Linked DNA regions of Acanthopagrus latus: region 2 is linked to region 1. The links are chromatin contacts, called in public Hi-C maps. All regions are on one chromosome and are shown on one strand. The core of a region is the stretch at or near the end of the contact, and the rest is flanking DNA. Distances in the headings are between cores, read along the strand shown.

Region 1 (2,700 bases), core at 171-2,670:
CTGACATTTGCCCTTTACTTACATGGAGCAGGGCCAGGCGCTGTTCAGGTCGCAGGTGACTGAACTCATCACTGAGCACAAACTGGATGGCTAAGAAAACAGAGAGGAGACACAGTTTTAGAGAACAAAAACACTGAGGGAAAATTGTCTGACAGCTGTGTTGTATAATCATTTGAGGCCATCTTACCATAGAAAAAGTTACTTTTTCCTGACCCATTTCTTCCAACTGTAACAGAAAAGAAACACAGAATGAGGACATGGTAAGGTATGTCCACAGCCACCTCCATGAGACAAGTCTTTAGAGTACCAATATTGGCTGAGAGCTTGTATAGGTGCATTCAAAGTACACCCAGATATAATTTCAATATAAATATATCACACAAAAAAACATGAGTGGACAGTTGAAGTCAAGCACATACACACCAATGACATTGTGCTTTGGACTGAAAGGGTCTACCACCGTTTGGTCCCTGTAACTTCGGAACCCCTGGATGATGACCTGCACAAGAACCCAGAGACCACCGTAAGTAAAAAGGTCATTCAACATCCTCATATTGAGGTTTGCGTTAAATGTACTGTACCAAGACGTGATTATGTGAAGCTAATAGACAGGAGCGTTTCCTAAATGCAGCTTTATAACAACCTGTGCCCTCGTATGCAAAGTCGACTGAGCTGTAATGTTACAACTTGTGTGCCAAGCGCAGCATCACATAGATCATACGCGGTGTACGACTTCCACCGGGGCCTTTACGTTACTGTCGGCTCCTGTACGGGCTACTTTTCATTCAGGACGTAAACGCTTTGCATACTTATTGACAAAGAAATAAATAGTTTAACCTACCACAATACTATCAACGCTCATATTTACATGTAATGAAATTCTGTGTTAAGTGGTACTGTGCAACATTAATAGAAACGAGACAAATCCGCTAACAGAACGTTAGCCTTGCACGTTAGCGTTAGCTTAGCATCCCGAGAAGGAGAACGGGCTGTCCAATTCAAGATTGATCAATGTAGCCTTAGCTAGCTTTAGCAAGCCGGCTCTTAAACTTGTTGCCGTCTTTGGTGCGATTTTTCTTAGCAATGCAAACATATTAACGTTAGACTGTGTGCGAGACCTCGTTATTCCGGTGACAATCACTCTATATGACAATGTTAACATAGCCTTATTATCGATAGGCCAGTGATAGCCTGCAACAAGCACAAGTCTGATGCCGTTAGCTTACCTGTTTGATGTACATGGCTGTCTAAGCAGGCTGTCTCCTTGGCTGAATTTGGAGATATGCTCCCCTCCTCCACTAAATTGGAGAAGCCGGGTGTTTAATAACCCAAACTCAACAAAATATTCGAAATAAATGCATTCAAATTTGGTGAAACCCTGTGTGGCAACAGAGAATAACATGGAAAATGGCGGCGGGGGCGGGATAAAATGGACAATACCATTGTGTGAAAACAGGGTTGTAGTAATAAATGTATACTAGATTATATGCAATAGTGAAATTATTTAGACCGAATCCGTCAACGGAAAAGCAGCATACACGTTCATACATGACGGTTACCTTTTAGTCACTATACAAATTTACGTAAATAATATGTTTGACACGACGTTGTATTTTGACCTCCCTATTTGTACAGTTGGTACAGTCTTCCTGTCTGTCTTCTAGGCGCCAAAGACAGAAAAGTGTGGATGACACACTACGTGCAAATAGAAGGAAAGTAAAAAAAAAAAACAACAACCCGTCAATAGATAACGGTAGCTTTAATAATTATTAACAAATGCAACGCTTTATTATATCTGTGAATTTTATTAGCACACTGCCAATCTGATTATAATGGGACTTTTGACTTTTTTTTCTTTTTCTTTCACCTTGTTTAGAATAATCTAATGCATTAGTTTTCATTAAGTTTTCCACTTACACTAACATGTTGACCAGTAATCTAGAATTCTGACTGAATGGTGCTGTTCTATATCTGCTTCTGAAGGCCAGTGCAGTCACTGCAGGTGTCACTGTTGCCCCTCCAGTTGTATGTATGCCTGTTCTGCCAGAAGTTCTACTCTAAATGCAAAGTCTATGAAGTAGGCAATGGATTCTGTTCTGTCTTACTGTTTATGGGAACAGGCTTATTACTTATATGTAACTTCTCATTTTAGACCCATCGACTCACTACAAACACAAAGCTAGAATGATTACACGACAACAGCTTTTATTTTCGTGGTGAAAACATTTATTAAACACATATTTATATCCACATTATTGAAAAAACATCAGACAGACAGTAGTTTTCAAATAAATTAGGTTTCAATGCCTGACTGTATTTGTGAATAGGCAAATAAATCACAATAACAACCTAAGGCATGTATATTGCAGTTTATTACTGTGCTGTGTTGTTTTATCGCTGCAGAGTAGAGGACAGGGAAGCAGCATCAGACTGTGTAAGCCCATAGATTTCATGGGCCCATGAACTGAATACTATTATCTTCTCTCTTTCTGTTACTGATCTCAGGTCTATCTGCTCTGCTGATTTCAACACAAGGCACACAGACAGCATTATTTTTTCTTTTTCTTTTTCTTTCAAGTAAGACTACAAGCAGTCACAGTTCATTTTAAGGCAGTGCAGTTATTGGGCTCAGTTTGAACTGGTGGTGGACCGGGGCCTGCAGGCAAGAGGTAGGGAGGGTGAACACAGATGGCTCAAAGT
Region 2 (2,700 bases), core at 103-2,602, 230 kb after region 1:
TTACTTTACTGTGACTCAGTGGTAGTACTGGAGCCTGACTCATACAGAACTTTTGGGCCCAATACTGGTGCTGGGGAGTCGAAAAATTCCAATACTGCTACTATCAGCCGATATTCCATATATACAGCATATACTGTACAGTTTTTGCAGTGGCCCCCCATGCTGTTTTCACTTGTGACAAAGATATGTAATAGTGGATATTTTAGAGTTTAACAATATATTCCCAGTGACATGTACTGTTTCACTGCATATCATTGTGGGAGAAAGCGCTTATTTTCACATTATGTATATAAACATATACGAACACCAATATGTCTTTGATAGGTCAATATTAGCAGATAATATCTCTAGTAGTCACAAAGAACACACTGTCACTGACACTGAAAATAAAAATGAACTGGCTAAAAGCAACAACAAAGACAACAATTACCCCAGAAGTGTCTAATTTTTCAAAAGGCAAAACTTTACACCATCCAATATGAATCAGACAGACACCATATACATTTTGTAAAACTGCACATAGGGGCTTTGCTGTTACTCTTGACTTGTGATTTGCAATTCGGTATTTTAGTTTTTACTTGTACTTTGATTGTAATTCATTGTAATTATTAAACTATTTTAGGTTTCTCTATGCATCAGTACTTACTTCTGTCCTTGTGCTGCTGAAACACTTGAATCCCCCTTCTGGGAATAATTACAAGCGTATCTCTCATATTGTGACTTGAATACCACCAACAAGAAAGCAAGCAACTTAAACTCGTAAATGCTCTGAGACAGTGTTCTTTTTCCAGTTTGTTCTTGAAAGTGGGGTGTGAGTATTCGAGTGAATCTGTATCAGCTGCAGGAGGCGCTGACCCTGACCTCTGAATACAAAAGGTGCACTGCAAAGCCTGGCTGTAACTTAAAGAGCTATGTTTTCCCTCCAACATTAAACATTCATCAGTGAGAAAACATGTCAGCTATTAATACAGAATGAATGCATGAAAACACTCTGCAGATCTGCTACTGTAATGAAATGTTACTGTGTGACTAAATCAGTGCTGGTGAGAGCAAAGAGAGAGTCTCCCAGGATATCAATGACAACAAACAGCTATTTATACTGAAAGTAAACAATGGTGCAGCTGTTTGAACGCCCCAGATAACTGCTGCTGGACAAAATGTTCTTAAACATTGGTTATAATACCTCAGTAGAGGGTTACCAAGCTGTTATGGTCACAGAGTCCGCGTGTGGCCCATAAACATGTAGACAGTGAACAGGCAGAACGCAAAACAACATACATCCACGCAGTGTTGACTTGAACGTGACGACACGTGAACCCAGTCATCCAAATACCTCCTTGTGAGGATCACCGGCTCCCAGGTTCAGGTTAGCAGCCTGACAGCCTGTCGAGCCGCACAAACACAAGCGTCCCCGGACCTTTTCTCCCTCGGATTCACTGTTTGAATTCAATGGTTCCGCTCAGGCACGACGAGTCGGAGGACTGTCACTGACGTGCGACCAACACGATGGTGTTGACCGGCCCCCCTGCGGCCGGAGCGGGCGGCACGTATGTTGTGTAGATCTAGTAAGCCGGCTAAGGCGGAAACGCCGGCTCACAATGTGGCAGGAAGTGGCGTTTCATTCACAGAGGCGTGTGACGCACTTTTTGGCAAATCCCTTGCTTGAAGACGGAGCGCACGTGACCGAGGCGGGCTGCTGTCGGTGTGTATTATTTATGTTTGGCCCAGTTCAGACGTGCCCAGCTCGTTCACCAGACACAGTGATGGATATATTTCATGTTAAAGGCTTTAAACGTATAAAAACTATATTAAAGTACACGTTGGACAAGAACACGTGGGTTCCTTTTGATATTTAGCACATTTTTCGCCGTATTCTTTGTGAAAGTACATCAGAAAATAAAGCTTACCTTGTTGGAGTGACCGTCAAACGCGCTCTCTGCCAGGCTACAGCCTCGTATGAAGTGTGCCCCCTGTATAAACTAATCTGAAAATGATACTAAACTAAAATGATACCTCAATAGTTGTGTCTCAAGCTTTTACTCATGTTGTCACGTAGACTGAATCATTTGTGGCTCTGGCAGCATCTGGTTGTATCCCAGTTAACAGTAAATGTGACTCATGCATGTGCTCATAAATATGCAACACTGCCTCCATCTAGTGGCCACAATCCAGCTTGCTTTACCAAACGTCACTACGGGAGTACAGTCTCTTTTTTTCTAAATGGCTGCATCGATCAGATAAAAAGTGTGTGTGTGTGTGTGTGTGTGTGTGTGTGTGTGTGTGTGTGTGTGTGTGTGTGTGTGTGTGTGTGTGTGTGTGTGTGTGTCAGAGATTTCTATGACTCAAGACAGAAACAACCCCGACCCCGAACAAGAAAGATAAAAGCCAAAGTTGCATGTTGCAGACCCCAGTATAACCAATGTATAGAGAAATGATGTAGAAATCAAGAGTTTAGACAAACATATATTCACAACACTACAGTGACTGCTAGATTCGTTTTTGTCACAGAATTTCGTTTCCACATCTATAAATACAAACCGGATGTGATGTAAGATAAGGGAGACCAGCTGATGAATGGATCTCAGTGCCTTATTGTTGTGAGCCTGTGGGTGTCCAAATGACCAGGACCAGACAAGGATTCCAAATATAATGAAGTGATCACAGAATCTGAGTTGACAAGTGAGGAGACACGGGAGAGAA

What was found. Hi-C and Micro-C count contacts between places; a contact is called where the count stands out from the background.
Region 2: a contact with region 1 is called in a Hi-C map of liver, with 4 times the contacts expected there. The contact joins the promoter of cusr here to the promoter of smc3 in region 1. A contact is called at or near these places in 3 of 4 Hi-C or Micro-C datasets (liver and muscle).

What each region holds. Positions count from the first base shown.
Region 1 is chr1:21,534,164-21,536,863 of fAcaLat1.1, forward strand. It overlaps smc3 (structural maintenance of chromosomes protein 3), which reads right to left and starts at 1,421. Exons shown (of 29, transcript XM_037101686.1): 1 at 1,227-1,421; 2 at 424-499; 3 at 188-226; 4 at 23-90. The coding sequence starts at 1,241. It overlaps dusp5 (dual specificity protein phosphatase 5), which reads right to left. Exons shown (of 4, transcript XM_037114919.1): 4 at 2,206-2,700. The coding sequence ends at 2,606.
Region 2 is chr1:21,764,016-21,766,715 of fAcaLat1.1, forward strand. cusr reads left to right here and starts at 1,353. Exons shown (of 12, transcript XM_037098080.1): 1 at 1,353-1,702. It overlaps LOC119019484 (a long non-coding RNA gene), which reads right to left and starts at 1,470. Exons shown (of 4, transcript XR_005075063.1): 1 at 1,334-1,470.